Regions from separate parts of the Capra hircus genome. Here region 2 is linked to region 1. The links are chromatin contacts, called in public Hi-C maps. All regions are on one chromosome and are shown on one strand. Each heading gives the region's core, a stretch centred on a gene start, on an enhancer-like site or on the middle of the called end of the contact. The rest is flanking DNA. Distances are from core to core; before and after follow the strand shown. Region 1 holds the start of GPCPD1 (glycerophosphocholine phosphodiesterase GPCPD1). Region 2 has its middle 45 kb from the start of C13H20orf196.

Evidence for each region. A called contact is a pair of places that touch in the nucleus more often than the background predicts.
Region 2: a contact with region 1 is called in a Hi-C map of blood, with 3 times the contacts expected there. The contact joins the enhancer-like site here to the promoter of GPCPD1 in region 1. A contact is called at or near these places in 2 of 5 Hi-C or Micro-C datasets (both in blood).

The regions. Positions count from the first base shown.
Region 1 is chr13:47,278,288-47,284,863 of ARS1.2, forward strand. GPCPD1 (glycerophosphocholine phosphodiesterase GPCPD1) reads right to left here and starts at 4,105. Exons shown (of 19, transcript XM_018057368.1): 1 at 3,914-4,105.
Region 2 is chr13:47,370,296-47,376,444 of ARS1.2, forward strand. No RefSeq gene overlaps it. Among named protein-coding and RNA genes, the nearest start is that of C13H20orf196, 45 kb to the right of the region's middle. Within about 2 kb of position 4,411, at least 1 of the 5 cell types and tissues checked has an H3K27ac peak or open chromatin away from gene starts, as enhancers often do.

The sequences.
Region 1 (6,576 bases), core at 2,855-5,354:
TTCAAGTCAAAGCAGATAGATCTAAAGCAGCAGTTGCCACTGGAAGCAATTTTGTCCTCTAAGGGTATTTGGCAATGTCAGGAGACATTCCTGGTTGCCACAACTGCGGGTGATACTCCTGGCATCTAGTGGTAAAAGCTGGAAGTGCTGCTCAACACCATATAATGCACAGAACAGCACTCCACAAGTAATTATCTAGCTCCAAGTATCAAGAGGGCTAAGGATGAGGAATCTCTAATAACTAACCCTCGTGGGGGCTGCAATGAAAATCAAAGAGTCACTATGCATCATCTCACCTCCATCAATTATAAAATGTAAATATAGTAAATAAACTAATCAAGTGAAGTGAAAGTCGCTTAGTCGTGTTGGACTCTTGGCGACACCAGACTGTAGCCCACCAGGCTCCTATGTCCATGGAATTCTCCAGGCTAGGAGTGGGTAGCCCTTCCCTTCTCCAGGTGATCCTCCCAAACCAGGGATCGAATCCAGGTCTCCCACATTGCAGGCGGGTTCTTTACCATCTAAGCCACCAGGAAGACCATCAGTCAACGTGGTTTCACGTCACACTGGAGGGGAAAAAACCTGTCCTTGATCAAACCACATATGCTAGTCTACTTTCTATGTCTAAGAGTAAACCTGATCTATTTAAAACATATTAATACATCCAGTTTGAGCACAAAAATGTTTTAAATCTAAAATTAGTTCTAGATTGTTACCGGCCATTTAACCTATAGAACTCAAATAACCTTCATCTGATAGGAACATGAGTATAACCCTAAGAATAGGATGATTTCCTTTCCTAATAAATGTTTCATTGAAGCACTGCAATCTACTTTTAATTTATCTCTTACATTTATCTACATCAATCATATCAAGCAGAAACCTTAAGGCTGTCTAAAACACTAGGCTTTTTAAGTTAACTGAATCGAGACAAAGCAAAAAGTTCTATCATCCAGCAAACTGCTGAATAACCAATCTCAACATATAACCTGAACTTTCACCCAATGCTTACTGCCACAGTTACTAAGAACAATCTCATGTATATAATTAAAAATTGGTACTTGATTATTTGTTGATCAATTTTAAGGAATTGTTTTAACCAATTTTAGGGAAACAGATGTAATTATTCCTATGTATTAAAATCAACACATAGTAAAAAATATCTGAATTTCTACTGCATTAAATTTATGAAAAGGGCATTAGCTGATTATAGTTGAGCCTCTCATTATTAAGGTTGCTTGTAAGAGTGGCTACTGTAACTTTGCTAGAAACAGCTGCAGTTTACATTATGTACTATATACCAAAGCTGAATATACAAGCACAAAATTAACCCCACTCCTCCAAAAAAAAACCTCACTGGGTGTCAACAAAGCATCATCTCCAACTTGGATTGCCAAAACAGTCATATAATCTGTTTAAGTTTCACTCCCCTCCCTGCCCAAATTTAAGACCATTCCAAATAAAAGCCTGCAGAGCTGCTCCTACAGCAGTTTACTTGATGGTGGACAGAGGCCAAAATTCTGGTGCAGGACTGAAGTGTACCATTTTGGCACCCTGCTACCACCAAAGTAAAATACTGTTTTGTTATGGAACAAAAAATTTACACAACCAAAATTCCCTCTTCCAAACAGGCAAAGGAAATCTCAACTTGAACAGGGACAGATCTTCTAGATACATGCAAGAATAAGATGGAAAATGCTAGTCATTTTATATACACGAGCTGACTGTATATGTAATTTAACTAATTCACCTATACCCTAAAGTACAAAACATGCGTCCTGAGATATGTTTTTGGTTTGGTTTTAAACATAACCTCCATTTTTTGCTTTCTGAAGTATTAAACAGCATTCTCACCTGAGACTTTGAGTTGCATTTAACATTATTTTAACACTTTTTTAAGGACTCGAATAATTTGCAAAATGACACTGTAATTTACATTTTAAAAATACTTCAAAAATATTACCTGGCAAAGTAAGTTTTACTTTATTCTTTTTGTCAAATAAACTGTTCTAACATATTCCTTTACTGGCTTACCAGCTTAGGGAACAAAAGAAAGATTTAAACAAACAGAGGTACAATTTAGAACTAAACTGAAGTCACAGATTTTCCAGCAAAAATGGATTTTTTTCCTAGCCAAAAAGACATATTTCACTGTTTTCCTTCAAATATTTTTTCAAAGAAAAAAGCAGTTTCCAATTCTCTAGGCTCCAACAGCTTTGCCTCCTAAATGCATATTAGAAAGCAATATATAAATGCCTATACTTTCCTGAGCTAACTTCTGCTCATCCTGGTGGAGGGTCATTATGATCCCTCTAGTCCAACCCCAGTATACTGAGTCAATACTTTAATCAAGTGTACATAGACATGAAGGCTTCCCTGGTGGCTCAGAGGTTAAAGCGTCTGCCTGCAATGCAAGAGACCTGGGTTCGATCCCTGTGTTGGGAAGATCCCCTGGAGAAGGAAATGGCAAGCCACTCCAGTATTCTTGCCTGGAGAATCCCATGGACGGAGGAGCCTGGTGGGCTACAGTCCACAGGGTGGCAAAGAGTCAGACAGACTGAGCACAGACATGCTGGGTTTTTATTAAGAAAGCAGTTCTGAAGATTTCATTAAGCCAGTAAACTCGTTAATCATCTTTCTACACAATGCCAGAAAGCCATTCCAAATTTTTTTTATTTCATCTAGATATTATTTTCATATACATTTACTTTTCCTGGTTAAGTTATACACAAAGATTTGATTCATCAACTTACTTTGTACATATCAAATTTTAGTCACTCTGCCACTGAAATATCCTTTGTGGTCATTATTTGAGTCGAACTTTCCTAATCTCATCTTGTCTAGAATATCAGTTCTCGCTAGTGATGCCAAGATCGGACCGAACCATGTGCAGTTTTACCTGTTTGTTTTACCTTATGTTACTTACTTGTACCCAGAATGTTAGGCGTTGTGAAAATGACTGATAGCTTGTATTTATTTCTCAGCTAAGTCACAACTGTCAGAAATGTAGCAAGACGTTGGGCGGGGGTGGGGGGGGGGCGCAAGGAGGGGCGGAGAAGGGGCGGGAGGGGAGTAGTGGATAGAAATTGGGCAGAAATAGGAAGGGTAACAGAAAAGCGTGAAGAAAACATCAAGCCCAAACATCCAGCCAGTTCCTCTATGTGTTACATCAGACTAGACCGCTGTCTCAATGGTGAAAGATCGCTACACTTCGTTACTGAATTCATGATTCATGCCTGATTTCCTTTATAACCCGGGAAGTGGGAAAGAGGGGGGTCGATGAACTAGGTTTTTCTACCACAAGGTAATCTGAAGAGCTTGGAAAAAGTAGAGCTTTAGAAAAAGGGGCAGCTGTCTTAAAATTGTATCAAGGGCACTGATGTCTATTACTGGAACCTTTTCCTAAAAAAGTAAGGCACTTCGGTTTCTTGTAATAACTGAATTATACAAGCACGCCCTAGACTACTTGGATAAGCAATTTCAGAAAAACAGCAGTTGTCAAAACACTACGAATTACTTATGGGTGAAGTCAGAGAGCGGCGGTGAGCGAGTTCTGCGGCATTTACGTTTCTTCGCTCCCTAAATGGTTCTTCCAACACTTAGGTGGTCTCACGCTCTATGCATTCTGGTATCACCGAAAACGCTACAGAATTTTCGTACGGGAACTAAGCACTAGGCAGCACAGCGTAATCGCCGCAGCAAACGATAAATACTGTAAACATGTGTAACCCACCGATTTACAGGAGCAAACCTCCAGGCCGCCGTTCCCCGACCAGCTGCCAGTCCAGGGTGAGGGATCCTGCCCACAACTCGCCCCCCGCCCCGCCGCGCAGCCCTGACAGCTCGGCCGCAACGTGAGCAACCGCCAAGGCCCCCGCACCGAGCGCCCAGCCCGCCCGGCCTCCCAGCTCACCTGCTGGGTCCACGGGTCAGCGCCACCACCGACGCCGCGCCCGACAGTCAGTGTCGCAGGCCCAGGTGCCGGGTACCGGCCGTCAGCACCTCGCCAGCACTCCCTCAGGTAGCCCGCAGCAGCACCAAGCTACAGGAAGCGGCTCCGCTCAAACCGGTTTCAGCTGCTCCAGACCAAACCGCCAGGCCACCTCGAGGGGCGGGGCCTGAGAAGCGGCGAGGCGGAGCCTGACGTCACGCCCGGCGCCCTCCATGCCAGTGGATGGCCGAGCATTGGGGGCGGGCCCGCGCGATCCTGGTAAGGGCAGGCATCAGTGACTGAGGGCTACTGGGCATTCCAGGGGTCTCCGGCGTGGGCTTTTTAGGCTGACTGGGTCCGGCGGCAGAGGCCTGACCTGGGTTCTTAGACGCCTACCTTGGTCCCCTAAGCCGTCCTAGGACAAACTAGAATGGAAGGTGGAGCTGAGATCCTGAATTGCGTCTTTTGTCCCATTGAAAAGCGGGGGAGATTAACAAGATTAACGTTCTGTGGAAACTATTTCGTTACAAAATGAAAAGCACACTTGGACCAAATCTTTAGGGTTAAGGAGAATTGACAAACCTAAGATTGTTGAGTTTTTCCCTTCCTTATGTAAAGGACGGGATTCATACTTGCAGTATCACTTGGTGGTTATTATCACAGTTGCCCTCTGGAGACCCTGTCAGACCTGCCTATTCCAATTGCTTTTAAGGGCTTCCCAGGTGCAGTGATAAAGAATTCTGCCTGCCGATACAGAAGACGGCAAGAAAAGGGGTTCGATCCCTGAGTTGGGAAGATCCCCTGAAGAAGCAAATGACAACTCCAGAATTGTCTGGGAAATCTCATAGACGGAGGAGCCTCGCATTTTTACAGCCCATGGTATCTGCAAAAGAGTGAGACACAATTTAGCGACTCAGCAACAACAACGTCAATCGGCATGAATTGCCTGTAACAAGACCCAGGTTATTCATATGTAAAATAAAGCTTGAAGCTGGAAAGATTTACTCTCTCCTTTGATAGCTCCTTTGAGGGACTTCCCTGGTGGCTCAGACGGTTAAGCGTCTGTCCACAATGTGGGAAACACGGGTTCGATCTCTGGGTCGGGAAGATCCCCTGGAGAAGGAAATGGCAATCCGCTCCAGCACTATTGCCTGTAAAATCCCATGGACAGAGGAGCCTGATAGGCTACAGTCCATGGAATCGCGAGGAGTCAGACACGATTGAGCGACTTCACTTTCACTTCGATGGTTCCAGAAGAATTAATCAGCCAACTTAAACTGTTGCTTTCCAGCCTTTAAGGTTAACTGCTAGTTTACCCGTAATAGAAAATTGTTATCAGATTTCATTTAAAACGAGTGAGATTCCAACTCGAAAATTTCATAGTTCTATAGCAATATGATAATATATTTGCAATTATATTTAAAAAATCGAGTAAGATATCGAAAATATCTTAAGATACGGAAAAAGGACTCAAGAGCTAGCTCCAGCTGCAAATTGGTTAGAATGGTCCTATCGAAAAGGCATTTGGGTTAGAGGCGCTCTAGCTTTTAGACAGCTCCTAGCTTTACAAGTAGAACTTTATAAATAGATATATTTGTTAATAAAATAAAATTTTATATATCGGGTGACTGAATTTTATATTTGATCTTGGATTAGCTCCCAGAGCATTTTTGACTGTTGTCTATTCAGTTAATAAATAATTACTAAGTGCCTGCTTAGTGCAAGATACAGGATGCAATGGTTTCTTGCTGTCACTAGTTTTAATCACAATTTTCATAAGGAATTAAGATTTCCTCTTAATTATGTACTATTATCTGCTAAAGTCAGCTGTTAACATTTCCTAATACCTTAGAGTTCATTTCATTCTTCTGCTGTTCGTCATAATTTAGTGATAATTTCTTTCATATGTTTGCTTCTTTTAAATGTTTATACTAGATCTTTTTTTTTTACTGTAATCACCATTTAATCAAGCCTAATGTTTATAGTTCAAATTGATAGATCGAAACCATGCTCTTTCCCTAAATCCTATTGAAATCACAGAAGAATTATACATATTTTAAAATCACCATCAGTGGGCCAGAAATTGAGGAATTTCTAAATTTAAAACAAGCCAGCAGCATTGGATAATTGAAAAACTGAGAACAGAGAAACGTGGACCTGCAAAGGGAAAGAAGGGACTCCTGGAGTTGCCACTTTACACAGCCTTGCTTAAAAATTCTTATAATAATTCAATATATTTTAAATTATATATGCCTTGTTATGATTGCTATATTAGAGTAAAATATAAACAATACATTCCTTCCTCCTACTTCTGTGGAATGTTATAACTTTTGCAAGAAATGTTTAATGAGATTAACTTGGATCTTATCTCATTTAAAATATTTAATGTTATCTTATTTGATTACATAATAAAACATATTTACTCATTTGTCCAAAATCAGCTGCATGATCTCTCTTTGTCTTTCATGTATTAATGATGGTAGTAGCATTGGTGGAAAATCTCCTAGACTTAGGTCCCACAGTTGAACTTAAATCCTACCCCTCACTATCTGTGATTGAATATAAATTTTTGGAAAATTTTTTACTGCAATTGATGAACTTAAATATATTTATTTATTTGTTTCCTCCAGGTCTTAGCTGTGGTA
Region 2 (6,149 bases), core at 3,161-5,660, 92 kb after region 1:
TCCAGCGAGAATTGGTTGTATGCCTCAGGAAACCATAATGATCAAGTTAAAGGTTTTTATCATTAAGCTATAGAAAAGAAGAGGTATAAAAGGGCATTCAATATGGTAAAATGAGTTAAAGTCCATGTGTTAAATATACCTACAGTTGTTTAAAGGATTAAAGAAGTTAAACTTCAAGGGCTTAGTGTCTGCTCGTAGGAAATATTATGTGTAGTTATGTTTATCCCTAGTGCGTCCTTCTATATTAAGTCTCCCACGGTTGCTGTGACAGATTACCACCAGTTTGGCGGCTTACAACAACAAAAACTTATTATCTTAGAGTGCTGCATGTCAGAATTGTTAAAAGATAAACTGAGGCGTGTTAGAAATTTTAAGAGTTTATTTGAGCAAGAGTAAATTCGAATTAGCGCCAAACCAGAAGTGATTAGGGGCGCTGCCATGACAGGGGCTCAGAGAAAGACTTTCATAGAGAAAAGGTGAAAGTAAAGCAAGGAGAGGATTTGATTAGTTGAGCTTAAGTGATTGCCTTAGTTGGGAAAGACTAGCTGTCTTTGGGAAAGCTGGCTGTGATACGTTGTCCTTAGATTTTGATTTCTTAACCAGGAGTCATTTACAGCATAAGTTTTGGTCTGCTTAGGTAGGGTGCTAAAGTATGAGAGGCAACCTGTATAACGCCTTCTTGCTTAATTAAAATGGGTCAGCAGGGCTGCATTCCTCTCCTCTGGACGTCCTAGGGGAGCTCACATTTCTTTGCCTTTTACAGGTTCTAGAGACTGCCCGCATTCCTTGACGCATGGCCCCATATCACTTGATCTTCTGTTCCCATCATCACACCTCCTTTCTGATTCTAACCCCCTGCTTCCCTCTTACAAAGACCCTTGTGATGACACTGGCCCCACTTGGAAAACGAAGGATAATCTTTCCGTTTCAAGATTCTTGATTTAATCACACCTGTGAAGTCCCTCTTTCCCATGTAATGTAACATACTCACAGGTCCTGAGGACTAGGATGTAAGCATCTTGGGAGAGGGGCTTTCTCAGATTACCACACCTTCCCTCAGCTTCCCCGCTCGATTCTGGCTCTAGTGAGAGTTGCTTCCATGGCTTAAAGCATGCTCTGTGTGGGCCCTGGTGGGTATTAGAGACAGGAAGCACAGCTGGGTGTAGTAGATGCTGTGTGTGCTCCACCCACATCCCTTCACACTTATCTGCAGCAGAGTTCCAACTGCCCACACTTACATTACCTTCCCAAGGGTGTTCTCTGGCTGCCAGAGTCTGTCTTTCCATGTGGAAGGAGGGGAACAGAACACAAGTGCCAAGGAATCAATGTTCCCCTGGCCCCAGGGGGACACCTCAATCAATGTCTGGTAAAGACTCAATCCCTTTGCCTTGTGATTGGGTAAACCCTTAGGTGTGTGTCCTGCATGGTCTCTCAGAGTCCCCAGTGAAGTCAAGCTCCAGTTGTCTCAAGTGGTGACGTATTGATAGAACACTGTAGGTGAGTACATCCTGCCACCCTGAAGTGTCTTTTTGGTGTGGGATTATTTCAAACTGACAACAATCAACATGCCTCAAAAGACCTGAGAAGAAACTTTCCCTCTAATTGCCTTGAAAAATTTTTGATAGAGGGCTTATTCTGGGACTAGAGCTATCTCTGGAGATCTCTGCAAAGAATACGGACAGGGTGTTGTAAGGGAACAGGGCTTTGAGATCAGAGTCCACTCTGTCCATTGTCTCTGCCTGGCCCAGCAAATGTTTATTTACCAAACGTTTGCTTTTCCTTCTCCATGAATTGCCTTCCTCCCCTTTGAAGGCCCAACCCACTGCCTAAACATCCTCTTTTGTCTTTGGCTGAAGATGGTATTTAAGGTGAGGGCTTCAGCCATTTTGGTTTTTCTGTGTCTCTCCCATGTAAAAACGTTATCAAACTTCTGTTTGATTTTCTCCTGTTTAATCTCTTTCGTGTCAATTTAATTCTTAACCCAGCCAGAAGAACATAGAAGGTAGAGGAAAATATCTTCCTCTCCAACAACACCTTCTCCAATTTTGTCTGCTTTCCCTTTCTGATATAATTTTCTCCCCTCCCCTGTTAGTATTTCCTGGACCATCAGCCAAATAAACGACTTGCACTTGAATTTTGGCCTCGGAATCTGCTTCCAATGAACCCAAACCAGGACAAAGGAACAATTAAGTAATTTGCCCAAAGTTCCTTACTACTAAGTGACAGGGGCAGGATTTGAACCTTGCTCTAACTGGAAAGTTTATGTTGCTTCTCTTAACTGGTTTATTGCTCACTGTATCTGAGGGAGATGATTGACCCAAGAGGTAACCAAGCTAGAAGCTGTCTCTTTTCAAGTTCTCGATTTGAAAGAAGAGATTCTCAGGGTTTGAGGGGAGGCTGCAACTCAGTCATCTGTGATCCTATGAAGCTGAGGTGTTGTGTGTCTCAGGCTGCAGCAGCCTGTTGCACCTTGAGTACCTGCGGGTATCACACACAGGGTCATGGGTCAGGTGGGAGTACCTGGACTTCTGTTATTATTTAATCAACTTTAATTCATCTGCAGGACATAGTGCAAGGAACTGGCTTACAAAAATATGTACACATGTACTTTTTCAGTACACACATGTGCCTAGGGTAAGACACAGCAGGATGTGGACCTGTGGGAGGAAACTTTCCTTTAAGTCTCCACTAAAAAGTAGCTCTCCTAGAATGTGGCTTTCAGTCCATAAACTGCCTGCCCTGTGGGAGAAACAAGAGAAACCAATGGGCTATTTCTCTCTCAATCTCTTCCTCTTTTTCTCAGCCTTGAAGGGCTAAAACTGACATAATTTTAAACCTGATTTCATCAGGACAAAAAGTCACGCGGGAGGTCAAGACTGATTTTATTGAAGTCTTTCCATTCCTAAGAGCTGTTCCTTCAAGAAAAACCTTGCCTTGTGGGATTTATGTGTTTATTCTGTATTCAAACTCTTTATTCTCTGGAGAAGAAACTTTTGAAAAACCAAGGGTTACATTAGCATTCAGAATATGAGAAAAAGAAGGGTCACATTCAGAGTACTGCAAAGCTGCTGACTCACAGAAGATCTAACTGGCACATTCCACTAAGTGTCAGATGCTGCTTGGTTCAAATGCTGGTTTTGTAACTGACTTAGTGCAGAACCTTAGATGATCAGCTTAACCTCTCTATCAGTTACCTGATCAGTGAAACAAAGATGATGTTACAGTCGTTGAATCCTTGCTGGAGAGCCTGCAGAATGGTCTGCCTTGGCTTTATTCAGCACTAACTTGGTGGGTTAACCATCTCCTGCACCGTTTCAAGAAGCCCAGAAAATATGAAGGTTTAAGAAATTGACACATTATTAGTTTTTTCTCTCCTTCATCCCTTAATTCTGCATTTCTCTTCAATTACTGGCTTATAATCTATGGGCACTGAATCTACCATAACTTTGTCTTGTATTATGTGTGTGTGTGTGTAAATTGCTTCAGTCATGTCCAACCCTTTGCAATCCCATGGACTTTAGACCACCAGGCTCCTCTGTCCACGGGATTCTCCAGGCAAGAATACTGGAGTGAGTTGCATGCCCTCCTCCAGGGGATCTTCCCAACAGAGGGATCAAACCTGCATGTGTCTCTTCTGTCTCCTGCATTGGCAGGTGGGTTCTTTACCACTAGCGCCACCTGGGAAGCCCATATTGTATTATCTATAACACTAAATATTATATTACTGATACTATGTGTAGTTAGTTGTACAGCATTTATTACAAAATTATAATACAACTTTATTCAGAGTATGGTTGAATCAAATTACTGTTCTTAACAATTTGGTAATAGCAGTATCAGAGGGTGACGACAAAGGGACGTATAGTCAATGCCACATGACCTGGCCAAACTCTTCTTAACTTCTTTTAAGAACAAAATCTTTTAATCACAAAAGTGATTCACACACTGTAATTCAATCAATAAGTTATGCTCAGAAAAGATGAACAAATCTAACTGTATCCTGAATTAAGTAAAAAATGTCTTGCACAATTTTTCCAAAAATTGTTGACTTCATCTTGAATGAAGAGTTTGGGACTAAATCTTTTCTTCACTAGAAAAATTTTAAAGGACTTATTTGAGAAAAGGGAACAATGCAGGAAATTTTGCAGAATAAATCACCCTGCCACCTCTTCTCTAGCTATAGTTTCACAGGGAATCCTTAAACTTAAATATCAGAACTTTTGTCTAGAAAAACAGGGATGTCAGGGGATGGTGAAGGTGGGGAAAAGACCAAAAAAGAAGCCAACTGTTCTGCAGCTGCTGAGGGAAGCTCCAGAAGGCATGGGAATTGGAGATACTCTTGTCTCCTGTGGTTGAGCTGCAAGAAGAGCTCGTTCCTTTCTCTGCATCAGATGATATTTTCCTGGAATCGGCTCAGTACAGTTATTTTAAATTACAGAACATGCAGATTTTAGGAGCACAGGCATCTGTTGTGCACAGTCTACAATGTAGCTGCCTTTCCTGAAAACAGAGGGGGCTTTTCAGCTTTCTCACCATATGCTGCAGGTGTTCTTTTGGCAGTCTCACTCACTGATGAGGCAGATAAAGCAAAAGTCATGTTGTAGGTAAATCAATTATTTGATCTGTATTAGCGAGGCAACCCAAGTCATTCAAGGTTAGTCTACAAAAATAGAACCCTCTAGTAACGTGATCAGCATGGAACAAGGGCCATGCATCAGAGAAGGGAAGACAGAGGGAAAAATACACCTCTGGCTGGCAACCCTGCAGGGCCTTCCAGGAAGACACAGACAACAGCCTGAGAAATGCTACTGATATCTGGAGTCTGAGCTCTCCCCAAAGACCCCAGTGTTCCTTGGTTCTCGACTGCTTATTTTGTGTTCACATATTTCTGAACACAAGTTGAATAGAATCCCTTTAGTTAATATGGGGACATGAGTTCCAGTCTACAGACAGCAATGAAGAACTGTCATCTAGAGGAAAGAAGGGAGTCCTAGCCAGGGTGGCTTTATGACTCCTCTCCAGTGTTAGTCCCTCCATCTCTGGTTTATGTGCAGGAATAGTAGAAGTGACAGCAAATAACATTTTCAACTGCTTGAATGTTATGATTCTTCTCCCTTCTAGAGGAATGAAAGTGAAAGTGAAAGTTAAGACGTTCAGTCATGTCCGACTCTTTGCGACCCCATGGACTGTAGCCCACCAGGCTCCTCCATCCATGGGATTCTCCAGGCAAGAATACTGGAGTGGGTTGCCATTTCCTTCTCTAGAGGATCTTCCCGACCCAGGGATCGAACCCAGGCAGACACTTTAACCTCTGAGCCACCAGGGGAATAGAGTGTCCTTAATAAAGCCCAGTAAAATAACTGTAGACACAATGTGAAGATACAAATACAGGAACATTATAACAGCACACAGGAAAACCTTTCTGTGTCTATGATTCTACCTCTTCTGGGAGAGGGCAGGAGTAATTAGGATGAGCTCACAAACCCAGCTACCCAACAGTATGCACTATTACCTCCTAATCTCACCCTCACTGTGGTTTCCTGGGCTTTAATCTGTTTCAGGTCAAGAAGCAACAGCTAGAACCGGACATGAAACAATGAACAGGTTCCAAATTGGGAAAGGAGTACATCAAGGGCATATATTGTCACCTGTTTATTTAACTTATACACAGAGTACATCATGAAAAATGCCAGGCTGGATGAAGCACCAGCTGGAATCAAGATTGCAAGGAGAAATATCAGTAACCTCAGATATGCAGATGACACCACCCTTATGGTAAAGAGTGAAGAGGAACTAGAGCTTGATGATGAAAGTGAAAGAAGAGAGTGAAAAAACTCAAATTCAAGGAACTAAGATCATGGCATCTGTTCCCATCACTTCATGGTAAATAGATGGGGAAACAATGGAAACAGTGACAGGCTTTGTTATCTTGGGCTCCAAAATCACTGAGAACAGTGACTGCAGTCATGAAATCAAAAGACACTTGCTCCTTGGAAGAAAAACTATGACTAACCTAGATAGCATATGAAAAAGAAGAAACATCACTTTGCCAACAAAGATCCATATAGTCAAAGCTATGGTTTTTCCGGTAGTCATGTATGGATGTGAAAGCTGGACCATAAAGAAAACTGGATGCCAAAGAATCGATG